Linked DNA regions of Anser cygnoides: region 1 is linked to region 2. Evidence: chromatin contacts called from public Hi-C data. All regions are on one chromosome and are shown on one strand. Each heading gives the region's core, a stretch centred on a gene start, on an enhancer-like site or on the middle of the called end of the contact. The rest is flanking DNA. Distances are from core to core; before and after follow the strand shown. Region 1 holds the start of AKT1 (AKT serine/threonine kinase 1). Region 2 overlaps AKT1 (AKT serine/threonine kinase 1).

Region 1 (6,212 bases), core at 972-3,471, 59 kb after region 2:
TCTGTCAGCGTAATCTAGGCACACAAAGCTGTAATTTGTCTTTACTAATCAATAGTCAGGAGGTTAATTTTGTTCAGGTGAGGGGCCGGAGTTACGACACTCAGCTGCCCAAGCTGCAACCACAACTACGGTTTGATAGGACAAACGAAGCTGCGTATTTCAAAACCAAGCGATGGCAGAAAAGAAACCTCTTCATACTCTCTCTGTCAAAGACAGAGACAAAATCCTCTTTATGTTCCAAAGCAAGAACAAGTCCTTTTACAGTTTACACTCAAATAATTTAAGAACTGTGCTGCTCAGAACTTCTGCACCAACTTAAGATGCATTTAATCAAATTCCATTTTAAAGTCTTTATAACAGAAGTTTTGTTCAGCTCCCCAAACCAAGACAGTTTCGAACCTATTTGAACCCTTAATGTAATCACTTATGGGTCATTTTTACAAGCCACCAAACCCCAGTGCTGGAGCTACAGGTTACTTGCGGCCACTGGATCAATTCTTCCATTTGATTTATCACTGCTGGGCACCAAAACCAGCTCTATAAACGTCATACACGATGAAAACCCTCCTATTTAAAAAAATCAAAGGTAGTTCCACAGCGTCTTTAAATCTATTAACTCAGACAAACGTTGTGGCTGTCATCAGGAAATTAGCTACTACAAAAAAATAATTACTAGTCATGAAGTATGTCAAATTTATTTACCTGTAAACAAATATTCTCCTGAATTAAGTGTTAGTAACTCCCCTTTATAACTGTATTTTGAAATGTACATCCCTCCCCTGGCACAAACAAAACAAATAAATAAAACAAACAAGAGCAAATCACGGATTTGCTTCTTATCTGTTCGGGATGGTAGGAAAACAAAGCGGAAAGAAAAATAGTTAAATACTTTCCAAAGGGCTTAAGGGGCTGGGGGGGAACCCCAATACGGTGTAATCTGCACTAGCATCAGTATCACACCGTAAAACATGTAAGAAGTCTCAGCGTGCTCATGTACTCTATTAGAACTGCGTGTTCTGCAAAGAAAGAGAAGTAAAAGTCCTAGAAGTCTCCAGGAACATCTCAGCAACTGCAGAATTTCACCTTTGGGGGGGAAGGGGGAGCAGGATGGGGCGAGGGGGCACCTGCAGACAGCACCCTACAGGTCTGCAAATAGAAAAAGGGGGGGGGGGGGGGGAAATCGGCTGCAGAAAGGCTGCCCGAGGACCTGCAGACACGGGTGGGGGGCACCACCCCCCCGCGTGCAAACACTCGGTGGTCTGCAAAGCGGCGCGGGGCTGCCACAAAAGATAAGGGCAGAAAACGGGGGCGGGGGGGGAGACGGAGGGGAAGGGGGCGGAGGAGCTCTCGGCTACTTTATTTGCCACACTTTCAGAAATAACCCGTGCCCCCCGCATTTCCCCTCTCCCCCCCCCCCCCCCCCCCCCCCCCCCCCCACCATTTCCCTCCAGGGATGCTCGGGCAGGTCCCGACCCCCGGCGGCGCTGTGCGGGGGGGGGGGGGGGGGAGCCCGCTGGGAGCCCCCCACCCCGCCACGCTTCCACCCACCGCCCCCTGGGGGAAGCCAGCAGCTTCCTGCTCGCCCCGAGCCCCCCCCCAGGCCGGCTCCACCGACCCTGGCCGGGCCGCAGCCCCCCCTAAAACCTCCCCCCAAAAAAACCTCACCCCACCCCCCCCCCCCCCCCCCAGCTCGGCGGCCCCGGGGCTGGGCGGCGGAGGGGCGGCGGCAGCCCCCAGCCCGCCCCCGCGGCCTAAGGCGGGGGAGCCGGGGGACAACGGGGGGCGCCCCCCCAGCCTCACCCCGACACCCACCTCCCCTGCCCGGCCCCGCACGGCTCGGCTCGGCTCGGCTCGGCGGAGCAGGCCCCGGCGCTTCCTTCCCCCCCCCCCCCCCCCCCAGCCCTTCCCACCCGGGGGAGCGGGGCACTTACATGGCTGGAGCCCGGGGAGGAGGTGATGGGAGGGCGGCGGCGGCCGGGGAAGGGAGCCGGGGAGGGGAAGGGAAAAGGGGGGAGGGAAAGGGGGCAGCCGGCCGGGCCGGGCGGGCTCTCCGGCGGGTGCCGAGCTCTAAAGGCCTAACCGGGCTCACGGCAGCCGCCGCCTCCTCCTCCTCACCATCCCCGGGCGGCGGGGCGGCGGCTCCTCCTCCTCCTCCCCCTCTCGCAGGCCCACGGGGCTCGCACAGCCGCTCCGGCTGCCTGCCGGCCTCCCTGCCCGCCTGCCTCCCCCGCCGCTCCGCCTCCGGCCGGGAGGAGCAGCCCTGCCTTTCGCCTGCCTTCCCCCCCCACACACACACCTCAGGGAGCCGCGGGTATCCGCGCTGCCGCCTCCTTGCCCCCCCCCCCCTTCCCCGTCCGTAATCCTCGCCCGGCGGCCGGGCTTCCCGAAATGCTGATAATTAGCCCCAAAATGCAAGGCTGCCGAGGGAGCCGTGGGGAGAGGCCCGGCGGCCTCGTGGCACCTCGGCCTGTGGGGAAGAGGGTGCTGTGTGACATGGATGTCACCCTGCCCGAGCGGGGGGGGGTCGGACAGGATCGCCTCAGGGTCCCCTCCAACCTCGACAATTCTGTGTCACCTCAGCACCGCAGCACCGGGGCGGCTTTGTGAGGCTTCCCCGAAACCATAAAGTACAAATCCACGCACACGCTACGCACACAGGCATTCCCTGCGCCTACTAAATACTGATCGATCAAATAATGGGGTATCACGGTGTCTTTGAGGATATTTCAATACCCTTTTCCACAGCAGGTGGGCTGCGAGGTGCAGAAGGGCCGAGCAGTTGCCCAGGGGCTCAGGTAGGACAGCAGCCAGGCCCATGAATCTGGCTGCCGCCTCTCTCTAGGCCGCCCTTCTGTCAGCAGCAATACCCCAAAACGCCCCAAAACGCCCCAAATTGCTGGAGTGACTCAAACTATTGCTTGCGGCAAGGCAATATTTTGTCAGGCTTTAAGAGCCGCTCTGCTCTGAGAAAAAAAACGATGTTGCGGAAATGGCTTTGACAGATTTATTCTTTCTCTGTGCTTCCAGTATCAAAATTTGCCCTGTTTACTCATTAAGGGATTTTGTTTATTTTCTAATTGACAGTGCCATAAACTCTAACTGGGCTGTAAGGATGATTTGATTTGTTCAGGAATGTACGATCACTGATGATCGCGTTTCTGTAATTGGAAGCTAGTTAGAATTTAGAAAATGGCACATCTTCCCACAGCGTTGCACTGTTAACAAAATAAAGGTGCATAAAATGTGTTTACAGCAGTAAAGCTGGGGAATACGACTCTGCATTTACACTGGCAGCAAATCTATTTAATATAATAAGAGGCTTCTGCACCATGCCATTTGAATGATTATGGGTGTTTACTGATATTCACATTTTAATTTTTTCTTCTTCCATTTTGATCAACTAGGGGGTCTGTCCGAATTACCATATCCACCACGAGTTTTCTGAGTACCAAATGGATCGCTGGATTTTGCGTACATCAGTGCACTAGAGGAGCCAGTGACAAGAAAGAGGAGGAAAGGGTTTGCTCTTCTTCAGGATGGAGGGAGAAAGAATGAGACTTCCTTACCCGCCAGCAAACAGACCATTTCCTCCTGGATGAACTGCTTCACCGGTATGGCATTTTCTGTAGCTCTCCTTTAGGATTAGGAAAGCATGCTTCAGCACAGTTTTAAAAATGTAACGTTCGGGTAATTTAACAGAAGAAGCAAACCCCCCCCCCCGTACAGGCCTAATTGCCTAATGTAGGGTCAGATCCGCATCTACTGTCAGTGCAAAGATTTGTATTGGTGTGAGGGCAGAATGAAATGGCTGAGAGAACTGTCCACACCCTAATAATATGCGAAGGTAATGGAAGGAAAAATCTGTAACAAACTCTCTGGGATTGTAATCACATTTCTACATAACATGCATTAAGCTCAGAATATTAAGTGTAGACTAAAATGTAGGTAGGTACCAAAGATATCTTTAAAAGGAAATTATTTGTAAGTGTGCAAAGCTTGCAGTTAAGACAATATATAGATAACTTAAATGGTTTATTTTCTTTTATTTTTGTTATGAGCTAATTTTGAGTCTTCAGCCTGCAATTACATTTAGCAATAGAGTGTAAATACTGGACTTCAGGGCTGTAAGACACTTTTGTATAGGCAGGGGGATCTCTGGTAACAGATCTGATTGCAGGAGAGCTTTCTTGCCTTCCTGCCAAACTCTGTTCTGATTGATAAGCTCCCAGGCTGCGTGGTGAGCAAGGTCATTAGGACTTCCCCCCTGCAAATGAAGCAGCAGTTTTAAAAATAAGGTCATATGGTAAACATAGATTTCAGTCCTGAAGAGAAGAAAATAAACCTCTGTTGTTTGCTAAAAAGGAAGTGCAATTAAAAAAAAAAATTCAACGCGAACAGATTGTTTAGATTTGCCGACTGTTGATTTACCGTGATGAAAGACAGACCCAAACCAGAAAGTTTGGATCCCGATCTGGACCCGACATTCCCCAAATTTGAAGGGGGAGTTAGATTCGGAGTCTGGAGTAAGGCTTGTCTCTCAAACACAGCAAAGTACTGTGGATAAAAATACCCAGGTAAAGTAGGAAGTGTGGTCTGCAGCAAGAGTGACTTTGTATCAACAATGAACAAAAGCAGGCCTTCTTTTCTCTGAGAACAATGAAATCACTCAAGAATTGTTATAAATGCAAACAATGCAGGCTTTATCATTCAGTTATCATCAATGGGATTATAGTCTATAAACCCTAATTTTGAGGGAAGTCCCTAGATTTCCCTGAGCGCTTCCTCAAATTTCACATCTATTTACTCTAGTTTAAATGGTTCAGGATAAGGTGCATCACTGTTCCTTGGTGTTGTATTACCCTAAGATACTGAACACAGGGGTTAGTGGCAAAGAATGGTTGATTCCTAGACCCTGTATCAATACCACAGCAGAAGAACAGGCACTCCTGTTCCCATCCATTTTTAACAGATATATAGGTAACGTATAATTTGATGTCACTTTTCAAGTTATTTTAAAATGTCTAAATTACGCAGCTTTGGATAAAAAATGTTTTTTACCCAGTCAGGTATAAAAAGAAAGAATAGCACGGTAAGATGAAGTGGAATTATTGAGTTCACCACCAGTAGAACAAGTTCTGTTCTATTACTGCAAGTAGTAGCAGCACATTTATGGTCCAACAGGGAATTTGTACCTCCCTTTTTAAAAGGTGGGCTGTACTCAAGGGAAAAGACTGTATGAGATCCCATTAGGGTTACAGTATTTCAGTCTAGGCATTAAAAGTTTTTAAATGAACAGCTCAGGTTTGATCTTAGGCAAAAATCCATCTTAATAAGTATGCAAATTGAAAGTGCATTTCGCAGGGCCAACTGTAATTAACATAAGTGTGCTGCTAAAATTGAACAAATCCCATGTTTGGAGGTGTATTTCTCGACAGCAAAACAATAGCAGGCCATCTAGAAAAAAAAATAAATACAGTCATATTGAAACATTGTGACTTTGCTTTTTAGAAATTCATCCGGTCAATACATGACTTCAGTGTTGGCTACACTGGTAACTCGAAGAGCAGCGATCTGAATTATGCCTGTTTGCTAGAACATTTTTGAGAGCTCTTCCCGATGACTTGCTAAAACTCCTTGGAGAGGTCAGACAGGAGACCTATGTTTAGTTTCCAGATTCTTTTTCCCGGTCGCCAGCATGCTAAAGCTGGGCAGCACTGGGGCGTCAGCACGCTTCCTCCAGCTGGAGCAAGAGGAAGGCACACTTCCCAGTCCTGCAAAGAGCTTTTCTGGCTGAGTCATGAATGGTGTTGTTGACAAACTCCAAAGCCAGAGCCGTACAGTCCTCTTCATCAGGAATAATGATAGCTGCAACATAGGGCAGCAAACATGCTGGGGGGAATTTGGTATATAAACAGGAACTGAATGGTTTGCATAGAAAATGCACTAGTTATAGAGCATACAAAAATAGCAAATATATCAGTTGTGTCCCATACACCACCACAGTTGTTTTTGTTATTGCAGTAGTAACCACAAGTCCCTTTCTGGACCAGGCACCATTAGGCAGTGTAGAGACACATCAAAAGACACAGCCTCTGGTGTTAATGGACTGAAATCTACTTCAAGCTGCTGATTTTCTCCCGTATTAGTAAAACAGTATTTCGTGAGTTCTTAGTTCTGGGAAAATACCTGAGAATGCTGAAACTCCAGTAATC
Region 2 (5,552 bases), core at 918-3,417:
CCTCAACTACTAATCACCACCTTCCACGGGGAAAAAAGTTTGGGTTTCATGCAGGTAGAGGCTTGACTGACCCCACTCTTCCTGCGGCCAAGGTTGCACTCTGGTTGTGGGAAGAGCCACCACCACTAAAATGAATGAAGTGCTGGATCTCCGCGTCGCTGCTGGGACCCACCACCAGTTACCAGAGAGCAGCCTCAGCCCTCCAAAGCCAAGCAACAGCTCCGACTCCGTGCAGTCATCCGACCTTTCAACGGGGGTTGTGAAATGCTGCACCTTCTTCCTCTCGCTCGTCCTGCATGGTGAGGTCCCACGGCACCATCAGAGAAAGAAGCAAATGAAGCAGCTGGTGACAAACCCATCTGAAAGAGGCTCAACTCCAGAGGCCAGCCTGCCCCATGGCAGGGAGCACTACGGCATGCAGTAGGAACAGACACAATCAAAATTCAGAGAAAGCAGTGTTGGAGTTCCCTCTGGTTTAAAACCTGCCAAGATTCAGCACTTGTGAGACACTCTGCTGGTCTCATACACTGCCACCCACCTGAACTCAGCCCCCTTGCACAGAGCGCTCCGAGCCATGCCCACCTTCACAGGTCGCAGTCCCCAGAGCCAGAGAAAGAATAGTAAAAATTAGGGGGAAAAAATGCTGTTTTATGTGTAGAAATATGCTGTGATTACCCCTTCCTTTTGATGTATGTCACAAAGCAGCAAAGGAAAATTGCAGGCCACATTAAAAGACGTTTGTAGAATAGATTTTTTCCTTCTTAGGAAAATTAAGGCTCACGTTACAAGATTAATAAACTTATATCAATCCCAAAAGAAACTTCAAAATTCCTTTTCACTTACAAAACAGATTTTCTACATATGACCAAATTTAGAAAACAGCCATGATTAAAAGCAGAATGCGATTTATTGTTCTTCATACTTCCCCCGTATGCCTGGGAGTTGCAGCTGAGCTGGCATTACTGAAAGCAGACTGCTAGTGCTGCTCCTGTGCATCTAGCTCAGGTCCGGCAGGCAATTGTAAGGTTTGATTCACCAATGCAGACCACGATTCACTAGCTCCTTGATATTTAATTTACACTTTACGTATCAACTTTTTTTGGGAGGCGGTGATTTTACTGGAAAGGAGAGTATCTCAGAGTTTCATTTTCCTCAAGCTGTTGGCTCTCCCCTCTGTCCCACCAGCAGTAACAAAATGCTGCCAACGCCGATGTTTCCTGCCACAGACATTAGTGACCCCAACTTCTGTCAACCCCTGGGCTTTGGTGAGGAGGGGATTTTGGGGGAACTGTTGTGTGATCCAGCAGAACGTCATCAACAGGCTGATGTTCACCGGACTACTGCACATCATTTAACTTTTCACTGAACATACTTTTGTGGCCATCTGGCTGGTTTTCTTTAGCGTGGCTCCGTGATCTCACTATGAGTCAATGACCAAGTACCCCAGGCGCCCACCCGAGCACACAGACCACACTGTGAGAGCAGCTGACAATAAAACCCATAAAACTACTAGGGTGGGACTCGGGACTTGCACCCCGAAATGCTTCCAGCTCAGTTCTCCATACTGCCTGAAAACCCCACGCAGAGCAGTGGATTTGCAGAATCCTATCCACAGTTAAAAAGTTGGGTGCAGAGTGGCTGGGGAGAAACCAGTATTTAAGAACGGCCCACAGTCCAAAAAGCTTGGGAGGCACCAGTGTAATTAGCAAGCTGCAGGCATGTGCGCAGGCTTGTCTAGCCTGTAGTTATTTCTATCAGCAGCATGAAAATCATCTGTCCAACAGATCAGAGCATCGCTAGTTCCAAGCCTGCTGAAGATACATGCGAAGAAGTGGCTATTTGTATAAAATGAGCATATTGTGGAGTAATTATTGGCATTGGAAAAACCTTGTAATTAGAAACAAGTGGGCGTTCTTTGTTTGTAAACAAATTGCATTTTGGTTCATCAGAGATGCTCCTTTAAGAACAAATTACAGCAGATGCTGCTTGTGTTTCCAGTGATTGAAAGGCCCCACCTGAATAAGCTACAAGAGGGTCACAATTCTATTTAACCCAGCACTTTCCTGGACAGGAATCCTCTTGGCACGGGCTGCAACCACATTTGCAGAGCACAGTGCCCGGGGGGCCTGCTAATCTATCACACAACCTTTTCCGGGAGGCCCCACCGGAGCTCCTGCCTGCTCCAGGAGGGACAGGCTGCCGTTGCCACCTTGCACAAGGCTGGCCACTTTCCTGGCTACAGCTGCTCCTGGTTCCCTGTGTCACCGCTGAGTTGAACACTCTGCTACTACAAATTGTGGGTTTGCACCACAAAACCCCTCCGCAGGCTTTTCTGTCAAGAGCAGTGATGGGAATAATCCACTTTGATGATAAAAATCTTTGCTCTAGGTATCCAAGTACTGGCAAGGAACCATTTTTGTGCTATGTGCATGCACACGTACAGACTGAACGCACCAGAAAGCAAATCGAAATACTCTAAGTACACCTCACATGAAAAGCTTCCTAGCTGGGGCCTATTTATGGTGGAAAGGTTCAGGACAGGAGACTAGGGGCAGAGTCACAATTTTTATTTGTTTAAAAACTGTCTGAGTTGACAAGAGGGCAGGTTCTTAAGCCGATGTTTACCTTGGTGCAAAGGTCAACATCATTTTTGGATCCTGTTCTATTTTTTGTTTGTTAGCCATTATAGGGTTGTTTGGTTTTTGTTGTTGTTGTTAAGTCAAAGGTTACTTTTTAAATAATAAAGAACAGCAAAAAAGCAAAAGGAGGAAAGGGGAAAAGTAGATCAATCATGGTATAAACTCTACCACAACCATGGCAGAAACACCACCACCTGCTGTCCAGAGCAGGATGATAAATCAAGGGCACAGATTTCACAGAAAATTCAGAAAGCTTACAGCAAGCAGCCTGAACTTGGATACAAGGCAAGAACATTCACCATAGAGCTTATAACCTACAGCAGCCATCAGATTAATTACGACCAAAAGCAAGGTTAACTTGCATTGTTCCACGCTGTAGTTTTGTGTTAATGGCAGCCATCATATTCCAAAGCTCAGCCTCCTGATCACCAAAATCGCTTCACGTTGCTACCTGCAGGGTCAGCTTGTTTCAAAAGTTAAAATGAAAACAAATAGGTTCATTTACTACATCTCAGCTATTCTTGGTGGATGCTAATTGTGACCTGATTAGAAACAAAACTACCATTTCATCCAAAACACCTTCCTCAACTTTAAATAAAGACTGGCATGCGTGCGCTCGATAGCCCTTTGTGCAGTATCATCTTCAGTTGTTTCTGAAAGATGGCAATATGGATCTTTTAAATGGCAGTGCAGAAAGTCACTTTTAAGTCACTTGGCTTGAAGTTAGCTCCCTTTCACAGACACGCCTCTGAACAGAATAATTGCTATCTTTTTTTTGTGAAGGCTTTAACAAATATATTTTTTTTCCTCGATTTCTTCTTATTTGGTATTTCTGAGGACACGAGCACTTAAAATTGCAATTATTAAGCAACAACCTCACCTTTGCTTCGGATCTTTCTTCAGCAAACCTGACAAGAGAGATTTTGCTTCAGGTGACAAAGTGCGTGGAAATCTAATCTCCTCCATAAGGATGAGTTCAAAGAGCTTTTCATGGTCCTGGTTGTAGAAAGGGAGCCGGCCACACATCATTTCATACATCACCACGCCAAGGCCCCACCAGTCCACTGCACGACCATAGTCGTTGTCTTCCAGCACCTGCAGAAAGGCAGAGAGAAGGCTTTAGAAGGCATTCCTAAATCAGGAATGAGCGCAGAACTCAAGAGGCAAAATTTACACCAAAAATTTCATGTTCTTGAGTTTCACAGATGAGTCTATCAACACAGAGTATCTGCAGATGATCTCAAAAACAAGTGGCACCACGGTCACTGATTGAAAGAGAGCATTTTAGGTAAGCAAGAGAGGGAAATGGAGAAAGTGTTATGATATGGCAGCTTCCTTCTCCTCTTCCTCCCAGCCTCCCCTTCCCATTAAGCCCACTGTAAGCACAACCTTTGAAAGCCCAAAGGCTAAGGTCTGTTCTCACATTACACAGCCAGCTGCTAAATTCTCACTTATTCATCACAAACTGTTCCAAATGGGATCCCATTAAGAAAGAAAAAAAAAAACACCACCAAGGAGCCATTTTGGGGAGAAAAGACAAGACAGTCAGGCTCTTACTTACTATTCCTTCAGAAGCAACAAACTGAACAGCATGATCCTCTCCATATTAACTTGCCTCTACCCAAAGGGTATGTCACAAAAGACCACACAGCATGCTAAATGACTAATTCACATTAAACACTAAGCGAGATCTCCTCTCCTAGCACCTGACTGGCTGCAAGGCTGTGAAATGGCAGCCAGGCTGTCTTGTAATATTTCCCTTCCTCCGCTCCAGAGGGGAACACTTGCACACCAGCTCCAACACTTTGGGGTTGCGCTTTCTAAGCAGAAAGTGTCAGGGAGCAAGCTTCTTCCCGTTCTCAGAGGAGATGGGGTGTAGCACAGGGTATTTTCCCTTCCCCTGGGCATTTGCACCTAACAAATCCCCAGTTTGTGCATGGACTCGGGACCCAGCAGTGTCCTTTTTCCCTCCTGCTTGCTCCACAGAAGTGCTGTCACGCTTTGTTTCTCGTCTTCTCTATCGAAGGCTTTGTTGAGGAGGTAGGAGTGTTTCGTGGCTTGTGGAGTGGATGTTACAAGGACTTCTCTAGACTTTATGTCTCCCAAGCAGTTGTCTGTAGCTGACACCGACAGTCTCATATTCCAGATCCTGTCCTCAGGTTTTACTTGTCATCTTTAGTCTTTTCACAGGTCTGCACTGAACAGCTTAGTATTGCCAAGAGTAAAAGCCACCAGTGCTCCTCCTTGTAGCAATGTAAAGCTCATGCAGCCACCGTGCACCAATTCAGCACACTGCACTGAAAATTAAAAGGGTGAAAGAGACCACTGAAATCGACAGCTTTCCCTTTAACAAGGGCAGGATCCGAACCCCTGACAAACATTCAGAAAGGTTTTGCGCACAAGAAAGCAGCAGAGACACTCCGCAACAACCCTTTGCGCTCTGCCTCTCCGTATTCACTAATTATTCCCCCCAATTATCCGAACGAGGCAAAGGGCCTGCAGTAAAACTCCGAAGGCTGCCAGGTATTAGATTACCCGGCGCTGGTCTATTTACAGCATCCCCTGCCGTATGATTCACACCAAACGACAGCTGGCTCTGCAGCTGCCCCGCGCATGTATTCGGCCGACACAGCTGCCGGCCAGCCGGGATTCCAGGAGCCGGCTCCGTCCTTCCCGAGGCACCGCAGGAGATATTTGTGTGACAACGCCGCTCCCAGCCGCCCCCTCGCAGCCAAGCGCTTCCTCCTCGCGCTGCCCAGCGCTCGGGTTTACCGAAAATAAATTAGTCACGGGGTCTCTCTCCCCGTTTATTTATTTATTTTTAAACTGCTGCGGGAGGTACTCAAGGAGAGGATTGGAAGGAAAAAAAAAAGCCACGAAGGTTTGGGCTGTGTGCACGGCCAGTCCTACAGG

Evidence for each region. Hi-C and Micro-C count contacts between places; a contact is called where the count stands out from the background.
Region 1: a contact with region 2 is called in a Hi-C map of liver, with 2.6 times the contacts expected there. The contact joins the promoter of AKT1 here to the enhancer-like site in region 2. A contact is called at or near these places in 2 of 7 Hi-C or Micro-C datasets (both in liver).

What each region holds. Positions count from the first base shown.
Region 1 is chr5:57,733,748-57,739,959 of Taihu_goose_T2T_genome, forward strand. It overlaps AKT1 (AKT serine/threonine kinase 1), which reads right to left and starts at 2,222. Exons shown (of 14, transcript XM_066998424.1): 1 at 1,932-2,222. It overlaps LOC125183457 (a long non-coding RNA gene), which reads left to right and starts at 2,665. Exons shown (of 3, transcript XR_007165495.2): 1 at 2,665-2,795; 2 at 3,405-3,611.
Region 2 is chr5:57,674,659-57,680,210 of Taihu_goose_T2T_genome, forward strand. It overlaps AKT1 (AKT serine/threonine kinase 1), which reads right to left. Exons shown (of 14, transcript XM_066998424.1): 11 at 3,520-3,734. Among named protein-coding and RNA genes, the nearest start is that of SIVA1, 33 kb to the left of the region's middle. Within about 2 kb of position 2,168, at least 1 of the 3 cell types and tissues checked has open chromatin away from gene starts, as enhancers often do. A contact at or near this core is called in liver, where this site is marked.